Linked DNA regions of Sus scrofa: region 1 is linked to region 2. A link is a contact called in public Hi-C data. All regions are on one chromosome and are shown on one strand. The core of a region is the stretch at or near the end of the contact, and the rest is flanking DNA. Distances in the headings are between cores, read along the strand shown.

Evidence for each region. A called contact is a pair of places that touch in the nucleus more often than the background predicts.
Region 1: a Hi-C map of omental adipose tissue shows a contact between it and region 2, with 4 times the contacts expected there. The contact joins the promoter of DNAAF2 here to the promoter of ZCCHC2 in region 2. A contact is called at or near these places in 3 of 47 Hi-C or Micro-C datasets (mesenteric adipose tissue, omental adipose tissue and retroperitoneal adipose tissue).

What each region holds. Positions count from the first base shown.
Region 1 is chr1:179,485,953-179,492,475 of Sscrofa11.1, forward strand. DNAAF2 (protein kintoun) reads right to left here and starts at 5,184. Exons shown (of 3, transcript XM_003121803.5): 1 at 3,219-5,184. The coding sequence starts at 5,054. It overlaps LOC110262104 (a long non-coding RNA gene), which reads left to right and starts at 4,006. Exons shown (of 2, transcript XR_002346676.1): 1 at 4,006-4,244; 2 at 4,506-6,523.
Region 2 is chr1:159,019,248-159,025,363 of Sscrofa11.1, forward strand. ZCCHC2 (zinc finger CCHC domain-containing protein 2) reads right to left here and starts at 2,896. Exons shown (of 14, transcript XM_021099630.1): 1 at 1,884-2,896. The coding sequence starts at 2,825.

The DNA.
Region 1 (6,523 bases), core at 3,934-6,433, about 20 Mb after region 2:
CACATTCAAATATGTCAAATGAATATAGGTATACAGTTTAGGCTTTAAGGAATAACCTTTTTTTTTTTTTTTGCTTTTTAGGGCCATACCCCCAGCATATGGAGGTTCCCAGGCTAGGGGTTGAATCGGAGCTACAGCTGCCGGCCTACACCACAGCCACAACAATGGGATCCAAGCCAAGTCTGCGATCTACACCAGAGCTCACGGCAATGCCAGATCCTTATCTCACCAAGCAAGGCCAGGGATTGAACCTGCAACCTTATGGTTCCTCGTAGGAGGATTCATTTCTGCTGAGCCACGACGGGAACTCCTAACCATATTTAAAATTCATAAATCAGTTCACTTTTACTCCAAATAAAAGTGTTTTCCTCTGTACTTTAATACAAACAAATCAATTACAAATAAATACAATTCATTTGGTCCAAATTAGGGGGAGGAAAACCAAAGAGATTAGTTTCAAGTTCCCTTCTATTAAATACTGTTTAAACTTGTGAACACCTAACCAAGCAAACATGAACCCTGGTGACAGAAAAATTTTACATCTGAAGTAATTTGTCTTGCTATTTAGTTGAAGATCTAGAGTAACACTGTATTGCAGAAGCCCTCCCATCAAAAGTCTTCTGGTCTCTGGAAAAGACTTACACATTAACTGCCAAAAATACACCAATATTTTAGTCTTTAGTTAATTCAGAGAAGAGTATTTATAATGGAAGTGGTTATGATTAAAACACAAAGGAGTTACATATACTTGCCTTCTTGCCTAATGATTGATTTTACTATAAAAGATACTGATTTTACAATAAAAGGTAAGAATTTAGCAGTTCTAAAGCTCTAGGAAAATTCCCAGTGACTATTTAAGGCTTATAGAGATATATTTTGTACTTGTTTATGTGTAAAGTTATAATTCAGAACTTGAAAGCCACAAATCAGTCTCTTTATAATTATTTTGATATATAATACATATAATAATATAATCATATATTATGTCTACCGTTGTGATTTTTAAAAAATTTACTTTCGGAGTTCCTGTCGTGGAGGAGTGGAAACGAACCCGACTAGGAACCATGAGGTTATGGGTTCGATCCCTGGCCTTGCTCAGTGGGCTAAGGATCCAGTGTTGCTGTGACCTGTGGTGTAGGTCGCAGAAGCGGCTTGGGTCCCATGTTGCTGTGGCTGTGGCATAGGCCGGCAGCTGTAGCTCTGATTCGACCCCTAGCCTGGGGACCTACCTAACATATGCCACGGGTGTGGCCCTAAAAAGACCTAAATAAATAAATAAATAAAAATAAATTAAAAAATACACTTAAAATTTTTTTTTTACTTTAGGAGTTCCCGTCGTGATTCGGGGAAACTTGAGGACACAGATTCGATCTCTGACCTCACTCAGTGGGTTAAGGATCCAGTGTTGCTATTAGCTGTGGTGTAGGTCACAGATGCCGCTCAGATCCTGCGTTGCTGTAGCTGTGGCACAGGCCAGCAGCTGTAGCTCTCACTGGACCCCTAATCTGGGAACCTCCATGTACCGTGGGTGCAGCCCTAAAAAGGCAAAAAAAAAAAAAAAAAAAAAAAAAAATTTACTTTAGTACTTAAAAGTTGGTCTAGTAAAATGTAAAAAAAAATTGAACATTATGGTTCCATCATCAGCCTCAGCAAATGTGATGATTAATGAAGTAATTATAACTCTACTGCAGGCTTCAAAGATATAATACATAATTGCCCTAATCTTGTTTGGGTCTAGTTTCTTTACTAAAAGAATGTTCACATACTAGAAAATCAAATTAAAATCTATTCCCTAGTGTTCTCTCAAGTGTTTTTCCAAAAAGCCTTTTGCCATGTTGTGAGTTATTTTCACATTTATTAAAATAATTATAGGAAAACAACTGTCCTTTCTTAAATTTCCCCCTTCTGATGACATAAACAGTCAATTTTATATTTTATATTCTCACAAAGTATCTTACCTAGTCCTGGCTATTTATTTTACCATTTTTGGAGGGTTTCAAATTAACCTCACAGAAGATACATCTCATAAAATAAATATTAAACTTATTAGCATATTTCTAGAAAAACACAGGAAGTGAAACTTCATGGCAGGCTAAAGCCCAGGGCCCAAAACTTAATTTTTAATATATAATCTGTGCAACTAGTGTTGGGAATTAGGGAATTTAACCCTTGAATAGGTTAAAAGAGCTAAAAAAGAAAAAAGAAAAAAGTAACATTGATCCAAGCCTCACTCAAAATCACCAATTAATTGTTCACTTATGAGTTTAAAAAGTCCTATAGAACTTAAAATTTTAAGCAGGTTTTTTTTTTCAATATTTATTTGCCAATAGTACTGGAGTACTGAATCTAAAATTCAAGATCTTCAGTAATCTAAAAAGTGTAGTAGCAAAAAATTGAATTATTCATCAAAATTATATCCTAGGTAAACTTGATAATGCACAGTCCCAATTTTCACCCAAAAGAGATGGAGCTGATGTTGGTTCCCAAAAATGTTTATATTACACTTTGTTAAATGCCAGCCATTGTGCCAAATACTAGTAGGGAAATAACGATGAAAACAGATGCAAAAAGAGGTCCTTTCAGTGTAAGGTTAAGTCCCACCACAGGACAACCCCATCGACACCAGTGACCAAAATTAAGCATCACCGTATGGCCAAGAGGGGAAGGGATTTAGATTCACCCCGGGTCTGAGTTCGTTTTCCTATAAAACAACTGTGTGGCACAGGCTGGGTTACTTTTGCTCTGCGGAAATGAACTGTTATTTATTTTTCATTGCTGGAAAAATCTATTTACCAACTAAAACTATGGCCACAATAGAATGACTCAGATTTGTGTTTCTGACTATAAAGTTACAGCCCTTCTCTCCGGAAGAAAGCACCCTCAACTTTTTGTATACAATTTTAGAGTTCTACGGATCCCTGAGAATCTATATATATCTTCATCTTTGAGGATCTGAAACCCATCCACAACCAAGACCGGATGTCTTAAGGTTTGCGGTGGGTTTTTTTGTTTGTTTTCCTTTTTTTTCAATATGCGGTTAACGCGTACTGACATCTTGATCAAGTGTATCAATTGATCAGGTGTATCAATTTTCAAGTCATCATTTGAAAGAAGTTACAACGGCAAATTCTCTGTTTAGGATGAAATGAAAGGATGCCTGTAAATTTAAAAGTGGGAGAGAATATTTCAAGTAGTAAGACTCTAGAAAGAACTGTTACCTCCAAAGAATCGTTGTTTAAACCATAATACCACTCTCTCCAAAGTCCACGGCACTCTGGAGATTTGGCCAGTTCTATCACTGCATTGTTTGAAGAAATGCTAGCCACTGGTTCTTTGGTACTCAATTTATTCTCTGGAGTAAATTGCAAAAAGAAGGTATAATATACTAAGTCTTGGGTGGAGAAGCACAATCTGTACCACAGGGGGGTCACTTCCCCTTGAAGACTCTGAGGCTGGATGCAAGGCACTTGAATGAGCAGAGTCAGAGATTCTTCATCCTGATTACATTGCAGAGGCGGACACAAGGGTTCCCCGCGGTCTGTCCCGGGACCAACCATGGATCGATCAACAGGCTCCCTGCCTGTGCCTCCTCCGGCCACGTGCTCTTTGACGCCAAGAGCTGGGCGCGCTCTCCCTCTCCCTGTAGGAGACCTCCCGTCAAGGTCCCCGGATGATTTCCAAGGAGCGCCTCCACCACCGTCCTCAGGTGAGTTCCCTGCTCTGGGAAGCGGCTCCTCCCCAATGCGAGCTGTTGATATTGCTTGCCCGCCGAAATCAAGCTCCTCTGGTTCTGAGACAAGCTTCCCCCCAACGGCCTCCGGGGCAGGGATATCGGCGCCCGCAGCTCCAGCTCGGCCGGGATCCGAGCCTCCGTCCCCTGCACGAATCCCCGCTGGGCCCGCCTCCCCTTGGCGAGCGGAAGCGCAGGCCGCGCCATCAGTTCCGGGCCGGTCGGCGGCCTCTTCCGGGGTCGCGGCGAGCTCCGGGAGCGAGACTGTCACCGCTACCGGAAGCGTGACTACCAGCTGCCGCCGGGCCTTGTTGAACTGCGCCTTGCCGCGGCTGTCGTCCACCCGGTATGGAAGCGAGAGCCGCAGCTGGTAGTCGGGTTTCCGTGAGTCGAGGCACAGCAGCTTTCCAGTCACTTCCAGCGCTGCCTGCTCAGCCGACCGCAACAGCGGCAGCTCAATGGTGACGACCAGCTCGTGGGGCACAGTGCTGGGGGCTGAGTCCCGAGAGCAGCGGTAATCCTGGAGGTCCACGTGGTGGCGCTGCACCACGCTGTAGCGAGGCTCTGTGGGGGCGGGCTGCTGGACCGCCTCGGGAGGGGAGGGCGCCTGGGGCCGGGGGATCGCGGCACTCCCAGCGGCCACAGGGCCCGGGTAAGGGTAGGGGAAATCAGGGAGCGGGCTCTCCGGTTCCCCCTCGGGCCGGGCCGGGACGCCCCCGGGTAGGGGCGTGCGCAGCACGGCAGCCTCCGGGGTCCCCTTGTACTTGATTTTCAGGGTCTTGGCATTCCTGCGGTCCAGCTTCACGCCGAACTGCTTCTCCACGGCCTCCAAAGCCGTGGCGTCCAGCATCTGGCGGAAGCGCTCGTGGCGCCGGGCCAGCGCGAGTGCGTCTGGGTGGAAGACCACGTCGTAGACTGTGTAGCGGATGCCGCGCCCCCCCGCGTACTCGCGGCCGGGCGCCAGACTGTAGGGCAGGGACCACTGGCTGCCGGACGCCGCGCTCCCAGAGCTGGGCCGGCTGCTGGGCGCGCCCACCAGGGCATTGCTGCATACATTCACGAAACAGCGCCGGGCCCCATCCAGGCTGGTGCGCAGCACGTGGCCCGGCTCCGGGTGCACAAACCGCACCTCCACGCCGCGCTCACGCTCCAGCGCGGTAATCTCCTCCTCGTAGCGCCGCCGGTTCTCGGGGTCCGTGAGCTCCTCCGCATACTCAGAGAACATTCGCCGAAACTTGGGGTCCTGGAAAGCGGAGGTGAGCCGCTGGACTTCCTCTCCGCTCAGGTCCAAGTCCTCCAACGGCGAAGAGGCTGCCTTGGCCATGCTGCCCCTCCGCTCCTTCCCAGTGGTCAGGGGAGATCGATCCGAGACGGAGTGGGTGGGACGATCAGTGTTGTCGCTCTTCTGCGGAGAGAGAGGCCGCGGAGGCCAGTAAACCGCTAGACTGTTGAGCCTTGGGCAGCGCGTGCTCGTTGCTATAGCGACACCACCAATGCTGTGGGGGAGGGGCAGGAATAGAGTGATGGAAATGCCAGAAATAGCCTTAGTTTCTCCAAACAAACATTCCGCATTTTTTTAGATTCCTGTGCCATAGTGCAGTTACTGCTGCAGAATAACCATCCTAATAATTGTTATAATTTCCAGCATTATGTACGTTATCCACTGTTCACTGGATCCGCATTTCACAGATGGGACCTGAGAAGTTACCTGACCATAATCATAGAGTTGGTGCATTCACAAGCTGTGATTCTAACCTAAGTTTATCTGCTTTTCACTTCGCTAAACCAATATTTCAGTCTTCTAGCTATTTTACCAGTTTGTCCTGTTTACAACTCACTTAGGGCAAGAGATATGGGCAGGCTATTCATAAATAATCGATGCTCAGTAAAGATATGCCCTTACTGATAATAAAAATGCAAATATAATACCACATGTTACTGAAAATGGCAATGGCTTTTTTTTTTTTTTTTTAGCAATCACTATATTTCCTTGGGGTAGTAGGAGAATTGTATTAGTAAAACCTTTCTAGAGAGTAGTTTAGTAGCTATATGGAAAGCCTTTAGTATGTGCATACTCTTAACATATTTATTTTTTTTTCCATTTATACAAATGGGATCATTCCCTACATACACTTTTGCCCTTTGTTTTTTTGCACTTATAATAGTATATCCTGGAGATATTTCTTTGTAGTTATTGATTTCCTCCACTTGACTATCTTTGTCATGAGAAAGTTCAGACTTAAAGAGAAGAAGACCTGCAAGGCTTCTCTGAAAGAATGCAGATTTGTTTGTAGCTTATGGATTTAAAAGGCAAGCTGTTTATTGAGACTGCGTGCTTTGGTTCATGGCTTCTCAAGGTGGTGTGATTGTCCTGTTAAAAACAAAAGGGGAGTTTGCTTGATGATAAACTCAGGCTGTGTGTGGGCTAACTAGAAAATGGAGTATGCAATCAGCGGATTAACCTGCCATGTAGCAGAAGGCGGCTGTCTCCAGGTGGGCCATCCTCAGCCTGCCCTGCACCCTGAATCTTGATTGAGGCTGGAACTCTGCTATTGACTTGTGTCATTGTTGAAGCCTGTGAACCTCCCAGGACCCCTGTTTTTATGTCTATTAGATGAACGTGGCAATACCTGTCCTCTCAGTGGGTTTGCTGTGTGGACTGCCAGGTTTGCAGACCCAAATACCTTTAAGGCTTATGTAGGCAAGTACCTAAGTCAAGTGAGGCTGCTGTAAGTAATAGGAAGTAGGGGGGACTATAACTAAGAGGAAGTCAATCACACACATGCACACCCT
Region 2 (6,116 bases), core at 1,646-4,145:
GGTGTGCTGAAATAATTGGCAGGATGCCCGGCCTCACAAAAGTCCACTCTTCCCAGCACTCACTGATTGCCAGAAAAGGCCACACGTTGGAGTCAAGATAAAATTTTCATTATTGTGGTTTGCGTGCATCTCTTCCCTTCGTCTAGTCACTTTCCAACACTCGCATTTTAAGCAAAATTTAATGGGGGAAAAAGACTCCTAGTAGTTACAATCAAAAATAGATTACCCTTTTTGGAATGATATGAATGGAATAATATAAAACTGCTCCACTGTGGGACATTTTCATTACATCCACACTCTAAGGATATCCTTATTATACTATTACAAGAAAAAAATTTTATTAAAGATATATAAGTACTGCTCCTGAGTTCAGGCTTTCTTCTCTAAATTTAATGATGGAGCACATAGGACTTTTTGAAATTATTTTAATAAGTAGGCTGGAGAGTGGAAAGGGCTTTTACCATCAATATACACAGTTGCATGCTAGTAGTAAATAGACACTGGCAGACAACATTTCAAGCTAAGAAAATTCTGGATACTAGCGTTACTACCTCCTGAGTGTGATAAAGTATGTCCTAAAATGTGAGTTAGTCACTTCACAGAAGCCTCCTTTTGAAATAGAGGGGCTCAGCCTAGATTATAGCTAAATCCTTCAGGGCCCCAAATTCCTTTGATTCTAGGGGTACTGAGTCCACACAGACATTACAGAAATACAATGCTCGGTTTTAGTTTCAAGGTATTGACTGAAAGCAGCTATATAAGATATGTAAGCTAAATTAACTTACAAGTAAGGAGTGAAAAAAAAAATCCCCTTCCCAATATATCATCCTGGAGATCACCTAATTGGAAAAACATGGCAAGCAAATCAGTTGTTTTCTAGAATAGCTGTGAACCATGAAAGTAAGCTCTTATTGTACAGTTTTTATCTGAAAGCTAACTAGTCCATTAAATTGTCAAGCTCAAGAACTTTATATTGGGCCTAGATTATTATTAAATTGCTTTCGTGGCCATTTAAATTTTTTTCTTTAATGTTTGCGACAAGTAACTCATCTTAATTCTCATCTACTACATTTTGGTGTTTAATAACTTTTTAAAAAACATTTATGCCTACAGTTAAAAAGGTTCAACAAACATCTCTGGACCCAAATCTGTTGGCAGGACTCACGCTCATTAGAAAGCAGGATACGCCAGAGGCAAAGAACACTACCAACCCACTCTAGGAGGTTACTTTACCCAGACAAACCACGCTACTACATTTCTACTTTGAGTCATTTCGCCGCTTTAAGGGAACATCAAGTTTTCCGAGCAGGAGCCACAAGATCCTACGACCCCTTTTAAATCAGGTACACACTGAGCTAAAAGGCCCATTTGTGTCAATAATAGGGCAACTCGCCGGGAGAGCACCTTTAGGACACCTCACCGAGGGGTAAGGCAAAGCTTTAAAACGTGTGACCTGAGCGCCAGGCGGCAAGAAAGGGAAGGCTCAGCCCGAGGCGAGACTGCGGCCGACACACGGGCTCCACTAGCGCTTCGCCTTTCCCAGCACCTAGAGATGCTCAAAGTCAAAAAGTCCCAAGACTCTTCATCTGAGAGCGGGATCGGGCTGAGTGCTCTATGTTTTCCGTGGTAACTCCGGCACGGAAGAGACTTCTAGAGCATTCTGTTATGGCGGGTGCCTCTGTGTGCAGCGGGGGTGGGGGGAGCAGTGGAAATGAGCGGTCCAGACTAACGAAGGCTAGTACAACTGGGCGGGGAGCCGTGGCAAGGGGATTCCGAGCCACCTGCGTGGGGTGAGGCTCGGCCACCGGGAGTCCGAAAGCCGGGCAGGGCAGGTCGCCGAGGCGGTGACCACACTGCGGGCGCAGAGGGCTGGCACGCCTTACCTGGGCCCGGGGGCCGGCAAAGTTACACGACTCCGCCTCCACTCCCCCGTCCTCGGGGCCCCCGCGGAGCGCGGCGCGGAGCCTCTCCAGGTGCTCCCTCAGGGTGACCCGCTGGTGGAAGGAGAACGCCGGGTGCAGGGAGGCCATGGTGAAGAGCAGCAGCAGTTCCTCCTGGGCCCTGAAGCCCAGCCCGCTGCCGCGCCGGGGCTCGGCGCCGCTGCCTTCCGGGCCGGAGCCGTCCTTCTCCGCGTCCTCCTCGCCGTTGCAGTCCTCGCCGGGCTTGTCCTCCGCGCCACCTCGCGAGCCCTCGCCCCGGGCCGCGCGCAGGCTTTTGAGCACAGAGTCCACCTGGGGCAGGAGACGGTGCAGGCGGCCGGCGGCCTCACGGTTCTCTGAGCCCAGCAGCGCCAAGTAGACGATGAGGCGCGAGCGCACGGCCGGCTCTCGGAAGTCGGCCAGCGGCCCGGGGTCCGAGAGGCCGTTGGCCTTGGCCTCCGAGTCGCGCAGGTAGTGGTAGTCCTTGCGCGCCAGGTCCTCCAAGCACGAGCCGAGAAAGCGCAGTTCCAACGGGTTACACAGGTCCAGTAGTCCGCACATGAACTCCAGGCGCTGCGCGGAGCCCAGCACCAGCCCGAACCACTCGTACACCCGCTCCTGCTCCCGCAGCGCCGCCGTGGGGCCGCCGCCGCCGCCCGGCATGCCCGCCCCCGCCGCCGCTCCCCCAGCAACAGGCGGCCCGAGCCCCCCAGGCGGCGGCGGCGGCTGGGGGCCCCGCAGCTGGCCCGAGGGCGGCGGCGGCGGCGGCGGCGGCGGGGGGCGGCAGTCTCGGCGGCGGCGCGGTGGCGCCTTCGCGGACAACCGCGCGTCCGCCTCGGGCTCCTCCGCCTCGGGTGGCGGCTCCGCGGGGTGCGTCGGCTTCAGCGGCAGCTTCATCCTCAGCATCCTCGGCTAAGGCGGCGCGGACATGCGAGCGGGGGCGGGAGGGAGGGGCCGGGAGGAGGGACGGGGGCCGAGGCGGCGGCGCGGCAGTCAGGAGCTGGGCCCCTCCATGCCGCCGGGGGAGGGCCGGGGCCGGGGCCGGGGGCGGGTCTCGGCCGGCAAGGGGGGCGGTGGCCGGCCGGCGAGGTCGCTGGCGTCGTCTTCCCGGGCCGGAGGCGGGGCGTGCCCGCCGCGGCTCCTCCCTCTGGGCTCCGCGCCGGCTCTAGGAGCCCGGGTGCGGGTGGGAGCAAGCGAGCGAGCGTGTCCTCCTTCCGCCTCCCTCTCTTCCGTCGTCCGCACTGGGCTGGGGCGGCGGCGCCTGAGCGGTTCCCTCGCGAGCCTGTGCGGACCAAGCCGCTGGAGAAGAGGAGGAGCAGCCCGGGCGGGGCGGAGACGCTTGCGGGCTCCTCTCAGTCACTTCAGCCAATCAACAGCCAGAACCGATGGTTGCGTAGTGTCCCCACCCCCTCGGGCACGCCTCTCTTCGATAAGCCACGCCCAACTGCCCTCCAGCCGCCTTCCCTTTCGGCGGTTTCCGCGCGGTCCTAATGTGTGGTGGCTGACCGCGGGCTGGGGTGGGGAAGGACGCGGTAGGACTGTAGGAGATGGCTAGGTGTGCTAGAGCGCGGCAAGGCGCTGCTGAGACCCGCGTGTGCGGAGGGAAGTGGGGAACTGCCCCTTTTCCAAGGGCCTGAACACAGCTTTTGACTACTGACTGTCCTGTTCTGCCTTCCTCTTCGCGTGGGCCACCGCCCCACAGCGCCGCTGGGTTCCCTTCGCGGCCGCATGGTACGCGTCCCGGGAGCGAAGCTTCCCCTGGGGGGAGCGCGCTAACCTGAGCTCCTTCGGTGCACCGCCCTGCCGACTGTCTGGAAGTCAGCAATGGGATATTCCCACCACAACTTTACCGGGATCTCTGGGTTGACTCTCTGGGTTGAGGATCGGGGAGCTGGGTCGGGAGGCTGGCTTGTGGCTGTGGTTGAGGGGCCCGGACGCCTCGAAAGCAGGAGGGTGCCCAGGCGAAGTGCAGGCTGCACCATGCAATCTTCCGGGCGCAGAGGCGACCCAACCCGACCTGAGGGAGATCCACGGGCTCTGGGCCGAGGGGAGACGCAGTGGTAAGGACGCCCCTGGCTTAACGGTTGCTTCTGGTCTTTAACGCTCTTTGGAAATTTCCACGACAGTTGTTAGCAAAAGCCCCCCCAAAGCCACCATCTTTTGGAAATTATTTTATTTGCTACGTAACATTTCTATGCCTAACGCTAACATTTTGAATTTGGTGCCGGTGCGAAGCCCTGCTACAGCTATATCGTAGGAATATGTTAAAAAACAAAAAAAAAAATCTTTCTGAAAAATTTTGAACATCTGTTGGGAGACCATAAGCTGAGCCCTCTTCACCTCACAGTTTTCTGCCCTAAGAAGCTAATTTTATACTAAAAGGCTGAATTGAAGCCTAAAGTCTCAATTGAACCCTGCAATAAAACGGAGACAATTGTTTTCAATACACTTTAGATTAGTAAAATATATGAAAGCCATTCTATCTTGTAATTTGCTATTTTCTTGTGTTCTTTGGGTGTAATGTAGAAATATTACAATGAGGAGAAGACTTTCTAAGGACTTTTATTATTACAGTCCTTTTTATTATTACAAACCTCAATTGCCCTGGAATCATACCCTATCTCATCTATTCCCACATCTCTGAAGCGTAGGGTGAAATACTTTAGGCAATCAATAATAATATTAATCTTGCTAGATTTTCACAGGTTCATAGTGAGTTGTCTAGATCTGGATATCTTGTGTTCCTTTGAGGTGATTTTTATGTGTGGTTTAGGCAGTCTTTACGTTTTTCTTGACAACAAGAAGCCATTTGGAATTAACTCTCCACAATACTTGATCCATACATTTTTAGGTCAGAATTCATATTTGTAATGAGGGATGATTACTTTTGTCCTTCTATCTTTGGCCCATATTAGGAAATGCAGTGATCCGTGCTCCTGCACATACATGACACACACCATGACTTAATGATTCTGGTTATCATCCATCAGCTGGATAATTTGCTACTTATGCCCAAGTTTCAGAGACCTCTCTTCATACTGCGATTCATTAGACAAGGCCTTGGTGTGTTTTTCCACCCTATCATAAGTGAGAGAAAACACCTTCAGTAAGGGTGATGTACTGCAGCAGGGAGGGACCCAGATGGAAATCCCAGGATGAGGTGTAGGTGTGTTTCTTGGGAAAAACTAGCCAGATGATTCTAATAAGACATCCTAGGAAGGTATTCCTTCCACTGGGCCTACCTGTTGGGGACCCTGGCTCTAGATTCCCTCCTGTTTTATATATTCCCTGTATAATCATTCAAATGGGCCAAATAAAATTACTGTGGTAATGGTGGGTGTGTGTTGTATCCAGATCATTCAGAGGGATATAGTCTGTAAAAAAAAAAAAAATTTTAAGGACACAAAGTGCTATCATGTCTTGTCCCTAGATGATACTTTATGCATATTACATATACTTTGTTTATGTGACTCTTTAACAATGAAAGATGGTGGTGTTGACATTATTATCCAAAAGTTTATGTGTGCCCAGAAGACTAGTTCCAAGTTAAGGTTGTACTTTGGATTAAGACACCAGCCAGTGGTTGAAGATTGAGGAGACTTTGCAACCCTTTTGCAATTGAGTTGCTGCAAGATATTTCACTAAAACCACAATTGTGGATGGTTTGGGGCAGACTGACAATCAACTCCATATAAAGGATGCTTAGATACAGCTACTTCTACCTCAGATGACATCCTGCATCAGCTAACCTGATCCATATCAAGAATTTGTTCTCTCAGTCTATAAATGTTTACCTCTTTGCTCCCTCTCCCATTATACCTCCCTGTTTCCCCCATTACAATAGAAATAGTTTAACATTGATAACCATGTCTTAATTTATCACATCTGGAACACAGTAGATGTTACTGAATATTTGGTGAATAAACTATGAATGAGTAATGCTCCAGGATCCAAAAGTAACTGCCAATAGCTCCTGGGGTTACCTGGAGCCTTTTTCACAACTAGCAGGGAAGAGAAAACATCTTCATCTCAACATTGCCAGGCTAGTCCTGAGATTGATTCTAACTGAATTGGCTTAGATTACATGCCCATTCCTATGAATTCTGGAGCCAGAGAAGTGGAGTAGATTCTTCAGAACCATATGGGTCCCCCAAAAGAAGTTTGGGGCTGTTGGAAAGGAGAGGGAAACATGGGTGC